2 separate regions of the Macaca mulatta genome follow, and region 2 is linked to region 1. A link is a contact called in public Hi-C data. All regions are on one chromosome and are shown on one strand. Each heading gives the region's core, a stretch centred on a gene start, on an enhancer-like site or on the middle of the called end of the contact. The rest is flanking DNA. Distances are from core to core; before and after follow the strand shown. Region 1 holds the start of RPL38 (ribosomal protein L38). Region 2 holds the start of GPR142 (G protein-coupled receptor 142).

Region 1 (5,873 bases), core at 713-3,212:
TCAGAAGGGTAAGTTATCTACTGGTAGAGTTGGGCTTTGAACTAGGCAGCGACCCCATATGGCCTGAAATAAAACTAACCTGATAACCTCATCTCTTTATACAAAACACTGGCAAACAGACATCATTCCCACCAGATGCTATTTGTTCCCACAGGTGGTCACCACCTCAAAGGTGACAGCCTGTTTTGGGTAATGGGGACACAAATATGACCCCCATCCCTGCCTACCCCCAACTCACTGAAAGGCTCTCCCTGTACACCAACCACCATCTGGCACCATCACTGGGGCACGGAGCATTAGCTGGTGTCTTCGCCCACCTTAACAGGCCTGTCCCATGCAACCCCACTTCCACATGTGACCTGATTCTCTTTCATACAGCTGAAAAAATATGACTCTGGGTTAAAGTAACAACATAACTCAAGACCTATGAAACACAAAAACACAAGCCCCCAAATCTTCAAGTATCACAAAGGGATAACACAACTACCTCTCTCACACTTGGTGTAAAACTGTAAGTGGGTAGCAGAGATTGGCACCTATCCATCGAAAATCTGCTGTTCAAGGATTTTCATGAATCACCTTCTTTCCCCTGTATGTACAAGCTGGGAGACAGCCTCACCACAGTCCAACTCAACCTTTGTGACTTTACAATGGTGGGAATGCGATGTGCATTCAGTAGAAGCCCTGCTTCAAACTTTGATCTTGGCTGGGCGCAGTGGCTCACGCCTGTAAGCCCAGCACTCTGGGAGGTGGAGGCAGGTGGATCACCTGAGGTTAGGAGTTCGAGACCAGCCTGGCCAACGTGGTTAAACACCGTCACTACTAAAAACACAAAAAATTAGCTAGGCGCGGTGGCGCGTGCCTGTAATCCCAGCTACACTGAGGCAGGGGAATCGCTTGAACGTGGGAGGCGGCAACTGCAGTGAGCCAAGATCGCACCACTGCAATCCAGCCTGGGCCACAGAGCCATACTGTCTCAAAAAAAAAAAAAGAAAAAAATTTTTTTAAAAAATCTTTTTCTGGGCTAGATAAGTATGACACTTTCTGACACTGGCCATCGACCACAGGATCACGATATAAACGACTATATTGCACAGTGTGCCGTGCTCAACACATTACATGCAAGTATCCAGCACTTCATTACAAAATGGGTTTTGTGTTAAGATTTTGCACAACTGCAGAAATTTGATGTATTATACAAAAGAAAACTGAACTCTGGGCAGCCTCTGAGATGCTCGCGATTAGCTAAGATGGTTCTAGAATTCCAGGGCCTCAACGTGCCCCACACAGGTCTTTCTCATGGGAAATACGATGTAACCACTGGTCCCAGAGGGCCAGGCACACGCCCAGACAGCCTAACCCGCCTCCTGCCAGCCATTCCGGGGAAGACGCTACCGGAGCGGTGGCAGGGTAGGCACCGGTCATCTTGAACCTTCGGAGCAACCACTTACATTTGGCATCCTTTCGTCGGGCTGTGAGCAGAAAGTCCTTGATTTCCTCAATTTTCCGAGGCTGCAACACAAAGGAAGCGGGTAAACAGACAGCAAAGAGACACGTCTTCCGGTGACGGTCCAGTCCACCAGCTCCTCCCGGCCTCCGGAGGCCCTGGGGAGGCTCTCTCGCCCTCGCCCCGGATCCCACGAACCCACACCGGGAAGGCGCCAGGCAGGGACCGTACTCACCATGGCGACAAGGCGCGCAGGGAGCTGGCGCGGACCGGGACCTGCAGGAAACAGTCCTTGGCGTTAACACGGCGCGGGGGATGGCAGTCAACCCCGCTTTCCCGCCCTCCCCCGAAATATCGCCCCCATCGCACTCCCTTTTCCTCCCCGACACCCTCCACGTGGACCTGGGGTCCCCAGATTTCACCTGGCCGTGGATTGCCCCAGATTACCCTTCTCACCCGCGTACCACTCTAGAGACACTCACAGCCAGCAGCGACCTAGTAAAAGAACGAAAAAGAACGAGACTTCCGTTTCCGGGCAGTTAAACCCTCCCAACGGAGGAAACTGGATACGGTGCCTGCCGAGGGTCAAGACTCATGTAGGCGTTGGCACTTCCAATTTCAGCAGCCCTGCCCCCTCGTGGTCGAGGTCAACAGTGCAGCTCCAAGAATGGAAGGGACCATCCTGGCTGCCGCCCTCCCTCCGACTCCCTCCTCCCACTGCTCCCCATCTCTTCCTTCTATGACCCCCGCCTCTTCCCCATCCACACTTCCTGTCTTCCCTCGCAACCTCCCAACCCTAGCCTGGCTTTGCTGGGTTTTAGTTCAGATTCAGTTCGAAGAGCTAACGCTTATTCTCCACGGCTTTCACTGGACCTGTGCACGGGACATCTGCACAGAGAATTCTTCATTTAATGGCAGAGACCGTCGTGTGCACCTTGTAGAACCTCTTGTTCTGGCGCCTCACGTTTTCTTCTTCCAGTCTCCTTTTTGGGACCTGAACCTGTCATGACCAGGGCCCTGGGATCTTCTTTCCGTAAGAGGGAGCGTTCCTGCCTGCTGCTTCCAGTTCCTTTAGGAATTGGTGTACAATGAAAGCAAGTTAAGGCCGGGCGCGGTGGCTCACGCCTATAACCCCAGCATTAGGGGAGGCCGAGGCCGGTGGATCGCTTGAGGCCAGGAGTTCGAGACCAGCCTGGGCAACCTAGTAAGGCCCCCCCCCACACCCATCTCTAGCAAAAATAATAATAATACTTCCAACAGCTGTGGCAGGGCTGCCCCTGGCTAAGTGTCTCACCTCTAGGGCTGATGGTGCAGCAGTGGGAGTTCTCCTGCTGTTGCCAGCTCTCACCACCACCCCAGAGGGGAGAGGTGGACTCAGGACTTGAACCCCTGCTGGGCAGATTCCCCAGTCCAGGCACCAGCCACTTCTTGGGGAGGCTTGGGCAGTTTGGGGAGGGCAGCCTTCCTTTCTCCCCCATAACATCCTTCAGGTTAGGCTCTTAGCAACGTGTGGTTATCGATTTTATTTTTATCCTCCACTTTTATTTTATTTCCAACCTCTCTACAAATGTCTACATTTTATTATATTTGTTTCCCCCAAATTTAATAACCACATGGCAGAATGTAATTGCTTCGTGCTTATTATTACAGAGCAGCCCTCCTGAAGAGAAAGAGCACTTTGCCGCGAGCTTTACTTAGAACTTATTTAACTTACGTTCCTTTCTTCCTCCCTCCTGCCCTTCCATTAACAAGCTCAGGCTGAGCACCTTCCTGGGGGTGCTGGAGATATAGGAACCAATAGACCTTGCTGCAGAGAGATCACAAAATACTGTAATAGCACTGAAGAGTCTTTTAAAGAAACTGAACGTTGTCTCTGCAACTGTAAATGTGTCAGGATTCCAGCAGTGGGAAAAGTTAATTGGCAAAAGCCTAATTTTAGATGCCTAAAGGTTGGATCCCATCTGAGAATCATGAGTGCTTCAGCTCTGACCTGAGGACTTTCCTGTACCTTAGAGCCTGGCTTTGCCAGCCCCTCCCATCTTAGGCGATGCCTTTCTGGTCTTTTCTACCCCACTGCTCCTCCACAAGCAACCACCCATTCAGCCAAGCCGAGGGGCCTCTTCATGTGCGGGGCACTTTCCGCCCTCCAGGTATTCGCTCTGGTGTCCACTCTGATGCCAAATGCTACTGGTCCTTCCGAGCTCAGCTCCCGCCTCCCCTTTTTCAGGCAGGATCCTTCACCCCTGACTTATGTCGCTTGCCACTCATACAGTGGTTCCTCGCAATCACTTCTCCGTAGGCTGCATGGAGGTGTTTCACTTTTCATACATGTGTACCGCTCTTTTTATTTTTAATTTTTTTTTTTTTTTTTTTTTTTGAGACGGAGCCTTGCTCTGTCGCCCAGGCTGGAGTGCAGTGGCCGGATCTCAGCTCACTGCAAGCTCCGCCTCTCGGGTTCACGCCATTCTCCTGCCTCAGCCTCCCGAGTAGCTGGGACTACAGGCGCCCGCCACCTCGCCCAGCTAGTTTTTCGTATTTTTGAGTAGAGACGGGGTTTCACCGTGTTAGCCAGGATGGTCTCGATCTCCTGACCTCGTGATCCGCCCATCTCAGCCTCCCAAAGTGCTGGGATTACAGGCTAGAGCCACCGCACCCGGCCTATTTTTAATTTTTTAAAACTTTTTTAGAGACACGGTCTCCCTAGGTTGCCCAGGCTGACCTTTAACTCTTGGGCTCAAGGGATCCTCCTGCCTCGAGCTCCCAAAGTGCTAGGATGACAGGTGTGAGCCACTATGCCCCACCTTACCACTTTTCCTTGAAGGCAAGGACAGTGCTCAGTATTCTGTCGATAACTCTCTAAGTGCAGTCCCCATCTGTACAGTAAGAGCTGAATGCTAACACTGCAGGATGATCCGGCTGGATGCGGCATCTGAGATCACTCACGATATGGAGGGGTGGATGGAGGGAGGAATTCAGGGAGAGCTAGAAGGAGGCATTGATGTGCCCGAAGCGGTGCCTGGCATGTAGTAGGTCCAAAAACTATTTGTTGAATGAATGACTGGTGCTTCTCACCTCACTGCAGGCCCGACAGGACAAGGACAGGGATAGAAGGAGGAGCTGCACCTCCCTTTTGGCGGCGATCCCAGGGAGACAGATGTTCGCCCTCTTGAGTTGTATAATTTAAGGGACCATAGATGTGTAGTAGCAAAACACAATGGCACATTTGTTCAAGTACCAAAGACCTCCAGCTCCCCAAGGGGGACAAATAGCAAAATAAGCCACAGCCACTAAAAGTGAGGCAAGGCGCCAAGAGGGCACACTTCCCTGCTGTATGGGAGGATGAGCCTCAAATGTCCTGGAGTGGTCGGGGACTGTCAGAGACCAAGGCTGGCAGAGCCCTGGCCCTGAGCGCCACAGCCTGAGACCCTGAGAGGATGCTGCCCCGGACATGAGCCTCCCTGGTGAATGCCATACACACACGAAATGAAACTCTCTAAGGCCCAGGGGGGATCCTGCAGGAGAGGAAAGCCCCGGACTCGAGGACAGGAGGGTCAGGCTGCCTGTTATGGTCGTTCTGGCCATTGGTGGGCTGGAATGTCCAACGCTGGCGGCTGCAGGACGGTGAGGGCTATTCCCATTGTCAAGAGGTGGAAGGGAGGGTCTGAAGCAGGGTGCTGCAGCGTGATTGGAAGCTGGAGAGGCACGGAGGGCATGTCTGGAGCTGCAGGGTACAGTCTAACACTTTCCCCTCCTTCCCTTCCCTCACTCTGCTGGCTCTGGGTAGAGAGGGCCTCAGAAGGCACATGGCCTCCCCTCCTCCCTCCAGCAGCCCCGCCCCGGCCACTCCTGAAGGCCGAATGGTTTAGAGTTTTCTCTTCAGTTTTCAGGGACACATTGGAAAGAGGACCAGGATCGGTCAAAAAAACCCCAATGCCCCAGCTTGCAGGTGGGCGGAGGGCTGGCATGGCACATGGCTGACAAAACCTCCCAGCCTCCGGGATTTTCTCCCATTCAGTCCATTCTGTTCACGTGGTGAACATCGATTGAGCTACTACTCTAAGGCAGCCACTGGGCTGGGCCTGGGAATAAGCAGAATGCGGTTCCAGCTCCAAACACTCATGACTGCTGGGATCCCATAACAAGCTGTGGAGGATGCCCAGAGGCTAGGGGTCTAATTCCTCCTGAGGGAGTCCTGGAAGGCTTCGTGGAGGGGGGGACACAGTGTGCTGCCTCCGGGAGGGGTGCGCAGCAGCTTGCCAGGAGAAGAACTTGCAGACAGAAGGAGGGAGGGAGCTGACGTCAGCCCAGGGTCGGGAGAATGCGAGGTGTTTATGAGAATTGGTGGGAAATTCAGTGTGGCAGAGGTAAGGAGGGTCTGGGGCCGGGGGTCGGGAAGAAGAGGCTGGAAGGGGTGTTGGGCTGGAGT
Region 2 (6,037 bases), core at 2,758-5,257, 170 kb before region 1:
CTGGGCTCCTCACATCTGATTTAAGATCACCCCTTTCTGGCTGGCCCTGGGGGCTTTTGTCCCGCAAGCAGTCCCCTCCCATTGCTCAGCTCAACCTCTTTGATTCCCCCAGCCTAAGAAATGCTTTAAGTCCTGAAGATATCTTCCTTTTCAAACTCTTGGCATTGCCACTGGGAGCTGGAGAGGTGATCCATTCAGGGAATGAGAGACAGGCACCAGGAAAGGGGGGTGGGCTGGAGACAATTCACATCCATCCATCCATCCATCCATCCATCCATCCATCCATCCTTCCATCCATCCATCCATCCTTCTGTCCATTTTTCCATCCGTTCAACCAACATGTATCTGCATTCATGATGAGCCAGGCAAAATGCCCCCCTTAAAGGAATGCCCACAGCACTGATGTTATTAGCCTGTTCCTGGCAGTGCCCTTTCATCTTCCCAGGAAATAGGGATTGCTGGTGAAGCAAATGTGAGCGTCGGTTAAGTTGTCCTCCTCTCTACCTGGGAGCCACACCCAAACGAGTAGCCTCACCCCCACCCAAGGAAAGCAAGGTGTTGATAAACGTTTTTTGAGCACAACCTCAAAGGCCCCAGTACATGTGGCCATGAGCCACCCTGAGCTCCCCAGCTGGGCCCCTTTCTCTACACTTCTGCCCCTCTGGGGAGTCCCGGAGGCTCTATCACAGGCTTTGCCGCCATGCCCTCTGGCTGTGATGCCAAAGTGCAGGGCAGGTAGGCATCGTGGATGACCTGTCGGACAGTGGCCCGGAAAGTCTTGCTGACAAAGCAGTAGAGGCCAAAGTTGACTGCCGTGTTGAGCATGGCCACCATGTTGGCCACATCCAAGGCCAGGTGGACCCTCCAGTCCCGGTGGACAGGGGCCACATACATGTGGTAGAGCATGACAAAGACCCGGGGTGCCCACAGGAGGGTGAACAGTGTGGTGATGCCCAAGAGGATGGCTGTGCTCTTGCCCACCCGGGGCTGCAGCCCACTCTGGCCCCTCCTCCGTAGACGGTGGATGATGGCCGAGTTGGTGACCAGGAACACACCACAAGGGATGAAATAGACAGTGAGACAGTGAGCCCACTTGAGGACCTCGTCCAGAGTGCTGGGTGAGTCGGCGTCTCTCCACACATCCAGCCACCAGTAGAAGGGGATGCCGGTCAACAGGGCAGCACTCAGGACAGCAGCAATGGCCCGGCGGGTCCGGCCTGGGGACGAGGCGGCCCGATGGTGCAGGGGGTGGCACAGGGCAGTGTAGCGGTCAACTGTGAGCAGGATGGCGATCCAGACTGAGGCGTGGTTGGCAGCAAACTCCAGGATATTGGCCATGCGCACCACAACCTGGGGCACCTGGCGGGCCAGCAAGGCTCCCTGCAGGAGGAAGCCCGCGAACACGATGACCACCTGGATGATGATATCCGAGGCCGTGAGTGCCAGAAGGTAGTAGTAGGAGGGCTTCCTGGTCCTGGTGGCAAGGCGGCCCAGGGCCACTGCGGTCAGGAGGCTGACTGGTGGCAGCCAAGGTCAGGGAGGGGAGAGGCAGAGGCATCAGAAGAGAGTTCAGACTCTGCTTTCCAAGGTGTCGCCATCGCCCCTCCCCATCTGCGTGTGCAGAGGCTGTGCTGGCTTCTGTTTTTTCTCCTTCCGGATCCTTCTGAAACCCCACTTTGCCCAGAAGGCAACCCAGGCCACCTCTCCCCTGTCCATCCACTGCAAGCCACTGGCTGTACCCCAGTTATACACAGGTAAGTGCACATGGCAGGGTGTCCTCAGAAGCCACCTGTCCTGGCTGGGCGTGCTGGCTCACGCCTGTAATCCCAGCACTTTGGGAGGCCAAGGTGAGCAGATCACCTGAGGTCAGGAGTTCCAGACCAGCCTGACCAACATGGAGAAACCCCATCTCTATTAAAAATTAGCCAGGCATGGTGGTGCATGCCTATGATCCCAGCTACTTGGGAGGCTGAGGCAGGAGAATCACTTGAACCTGGGAAGCGGAGGCTGCAGTGAGCTGAGATCACACCACTGCACTCCAGCCTGGGTGACAGAGCGAGACTCCATCTCGAATAAATAAATAAATAAATAAATAAATAAATAAAAGAGAAGCCACCTGTCCTATGGCATTGTCCTTCAAGTCCTTTTTAGGTTTTCTGTATCCTCCAGAGTGGAGGCATCCCTGGACACAGACATGGGTTTAGCTATCAGACTTGGAGAAAGCCCCAGGGCCGAGACGACCACCCATTCTTCCCATATCCGTGCACCTACCTCTGCCCCCAGCTCTGCTCTCTGAAGGCATGGGGAGCACAGGGAGCTTGGTACTGAGCTCAGCCAGTTCCTATGTGAATTTTGCTATCCTAAGAGGGTGCTCACTGCTGGGGAAAACTTGGGTTTAGCCGTGAGCACCCCCAATCCTAGCCCCTTACTTTTACTCCCCAGTGACCCAGAACACCCTGACAATGGCAAGGAAAGACCAGGGGTCTATGATCCAGGGCCTCAGGGGTCAACACAGAGGACTGGCACCCATTGAAGAAGGATCCCCATTTCTGGCCAAGCCCAAGTCCCCAGACCCCAGCTCTCCACTCACCAGGCAGCCCCAGGCCCAGCAGGACACTGTAGTAGATGACAGGGATGACGCCAGCTACACACGGGGACCTCTCTGGGATCTCTGGCCAGTGGCTTTCAAACTCCTGGCTCAGCCCGCTGCCGTTGGGTGTGGGCAGCAGGGTCACTCGTGGCTGGCCAGCTAGAAGGGGAGGACGGGCAGAGTCAGAGCCTCTGGTCTATTTCTAACCTGGCTGGGCAGCAGCCCCGCCCTGACCTGGGGTCTTTCTAGTCACCCTGCTCTGTGCAGACCCTCTAGTCAGACCCAGCTGAGTGCACTGTCTGTTGCTGTGAGAATTCTTGCCGAGACCACCCTCACCCCCACCGCACCTCACCCCACTCCCTCAGTGGCCCGGCTCCCTCACTGATGTGAAGTCCATGGCAGCACGGTCTGCTGCCATAGAGACACTGCTCCCCATGGGTCCTCACGCTGCCTAGCAGGGGCTCTGAAACAGGATCACGGGGGCACTTGTGGAGATGCAGGCTCCTGGGCCTCCTCTGGGCGGGCTGGGCCAGAGGGTCTGAAGCGGGGTCACAGCAGCTGTGCTTGTCATCAGCATCTGGGCAATTCTGACCCAGGTGACACTGGCCACACACAGGGACCTCTCTGGGAGGCCCACAGTGGAGGCCCCAGGGCTGCACAGCTCCACTCAACAGCTGTCCCCCTCTAAGGAGAGGCTGTTGCTAGGACCCCCTCTTTTCTAAGCTAAAGAGACCCTCTTCAGAGGTGAGCACCACTAAAGCTGGAATGGCCCAGGTCCACAGATGGGGAAACTGAGTCAACAGGGGTAAGGTGGCTGGTCTAGGATGAGCACCTTCCACTCTGGCCCCTGTTCCCCTGAAACCACACTGCACGTCTCTTTCAGGTAGAACTCCAGTTTTTCGTTTCCTGCTGCAGCCCGGGGGCTCACTGCTCACTCACTCTCAGCTTCGGCCCCTACTCCACCCTCTAGGTCCCTAACCTGCCTCCTGTTCCCTTCTGCCTTCCCACCCGATTGCCCCCAGCACACCGTACTTCAAGATGGCTTACCTGTCTCTCGTCCTTCAAGCCCCATGCTCTGGGGCCCTGAGTCCTGGGTCACCTGTGGCTTTTCCTGAGGGTCCCCGCAGCTCTCTGTCAGCATCGCCAGCTGCACCTCTCACCCCTTGGCTCTCCAAGTGGTTATTTGCCCCAGGATCCTTCCCGAGACACTGAGCCTATTAGTGCAGGGGGGTGGGGCGGGGGAAGGAGGAGGAAGGAATCGGTGGGCGGAGGCACCGGGGAAAGAGCGAGGGTAGATGCTGGTGGAGCAAACCAGGGTCCTCTAAGGCGTGCAGGCAGGAGAAGGGGTCGGGCTGGGCAGGGGCTTCAGCTTCAGGAGAGACGAGCTGAGGGTGGCGTGAGGTTCACAGGTCTGTCTATGCCTGGGGGAGCAGGAAGTGAGGAGAAGAGGCAGGATGGCAGGATGGGGGTTCTGGGGGGCTGCCTCCTGCCCCGGGGCACTCTGTGAGCTGGCCTGGGCTCAGCTGGGGTCACATCCTGAGGCTGAGGACTTTGGGGACAGGCAGAAGGACTCGGGGTGCTGACTCTGAGCATCCAGACTGGGAGGGAAGAGAGAAGAGCACCTCTGCGAGGAGTTGGGGGAGTCGTGCCAGGTAGGAGGGTTGAGGCTGCCACAGACAGGGCTATGATCCCAAGAGGCCCAGGGGACCAGGTGTACAGGGTCAGTCCTGCAGTGACCATGGTGGGGGAGGTGGAGGCTGCCCCCAGGGGCAGGATGGCAGGCAGTCGTGCACAGGGTGGGGCATGCCCTGGGAGCAGCCAGACCAGGCTGCCTGCAGCCGGTGCTGGGAAACCACAGTCCTGCAAGCTGTTGTTTTCCTGGCCCTAGTGAAACGGATCATCCCTCAAGAATATCAATCCCTGGCAAATAAACACCAGCCGGTGCCGGTGAGCACTCAGAGGCCAGAATCTGCAGCTCTGGCTCCCCTGCCCTAGAGGAAGAGTGACTGGAGCAGCCCACAAAGCAGGCACCCGGTACATACACACCCCATAGATGGCCTTGGGAGGAGAGCTCAGGTCCCCCTGGAATCACCTCCCACGGCCTGTCCTCTGGGAATGCAGCAGAAAATATGGCAGGAAATATAGGGAGCTTCCCAGCTCTGGGAGTTAGATCTCACATCGGAGCCTGGAATCCCCCGCCCCAACACTCCCTCAGATACTCACAGCAGAGGCTCTGCTACCCCCTGGTGGCCACATCCTGATCCTGCAAGCCTGAAAGTCGCATGGTTTGGCCAGGCACCCTGGGCGGCGCAGTGAGACTGGAGAGGGAGCTGCCTGCTCAGGAAAGGTCCTCTGGTGGAGTGCTGGGACCCCAGCCCCAGAAAGTGCAAGGAGCACAGATGACGTCCCAGGCCACCACCTCCTTGCAGCGGGAGGCTAGGGGTGAGAGAAGGCAGGACCTCTCTTCAAGGAGCTGCCATGGGTGAGGGGCAAGGAGGGTCCCCGCCAACATTTACCGAGTCCCTACCCTGTCCCTACACCTTGTTTTTTAAATTTTATTTTATGTATAGATATATAGAGAGTTTGGGGTCTCGCTGTGTTGCCGAGGCTGGTCTGGAACTCCAGGCTTCAAGTGGTCCTTCTGCCTTGGCCTCTCAAAGAGCTGGGATTACAGGTGTGAGTCACCATGCCAAGCCCACTTTGTTTTTTTGAGGGATGTACACTTGATTGGAAACTTTAAATATTCTTCAGACAGAACACAATGGTTTCAACCAAGGCTGTCACAAAACTAGAGCTCCCTGGATTCAGAGAGAGGAGACGGAGAGATGGAGGAGGGGGACTAAGTTTGCTAAAATTATGCCCCATGCACGTCCTTCCAGCAACTTAGAATCCCACCCCATAGAAGGTCTGTTCTGGGAGACGGCTGGGTTCACCTGGCAGAAACTGCTGGAGTCCTTGGATGGTCTTTTTTGTTTTTTTTTGTTTTTTTTGAGACAGAGTCTCGCTCTGTTGCCCAGGCTGGAGTGCAGTGGCGTGATCTCGGCTCACTGCAAGCTCCACCTCCCAGGTTCACACCATTCTCCTGCCTCAGCCTCCGAGTAGCTGGGACTACAGGCGCCCGCCACCATGCCCAGCTAATTTTTTGTATTTTCAGTACAGATGGGGTTTCACTGTGTTAGCCAGGATGGTCTCGATCTCCTGACCTCGTGATCTGCCAGCCTCGGCCTCCCAAAATGCCGGGATTACAGGCGTGAGTCACCACGCCCAGCCCCTTGGATGGTCTTATTCGGAGGTCCCAGTTTCCCCATGTGACCTGTGGAGACCTCAGCCACCTGGAATGGCTGAGCCAAGAATGCTGGCTTTTCTGTGCATGGGACACTATTGATTTGTTTTCCTCAGTATATGCTTCCGTACCCAGGACAGCAGTGATGTCCTGCAGGGAAGTGG

What was found. Hi-C and Micro-C count contacts between places; a contact is called where the count stands out from the background.
Region 2: a Hi-C map of fetal cortex germinal zone shows a contact between it and region 1, with 4 times the contacts expected there. The contact joins the promoter of GPR142 here to the promoter of RPL38 in region 1. A contact is called at or near these places in 4 of 14 Hi-C or Micro-C datasets (cortical neurons, fetal cortex germinal zone, fetal cortical plate and 1 more).

Annotation. Positions count from the first base shown.
Region 1 is chr16:83,869,396-83,875,268 of T2T-MMU8v2.0, reverse strand. RPL38 (ribosomal protein L38) reads right to left here and starts at 1,962. Exons shown (of 5, transcript XM_028836749.2): 1 at 1,895-1,962; 2 at 1,683-1,723; 3 at 1,452-1,512. The coding sequence starts at 1,685. It overlaps LOC144335922 (a long non-coding RNA gene), which reads left to right. Exons shown (of 2, transcript XR_013407192.1): 2 at 1-395.
Region 2 is chr16:84,040,411-84,046,447 of T2T-MMU8v2.0, reverse strand. It overlaps GPR142 (G protein-coupled receptor 142), which reads right to left and starts at 4,007. Exons shown (of 3, transcript XM_028836758.2): 1 at 3,638-4,007; 2 at 2,591-2,749; 3 at 1-1,517. The coding sequence starts at 3,731. The coding sequence ends at 646. All of the region lies in intron 2 of BTBD17 (BTB domain containing 17), which reads left to right.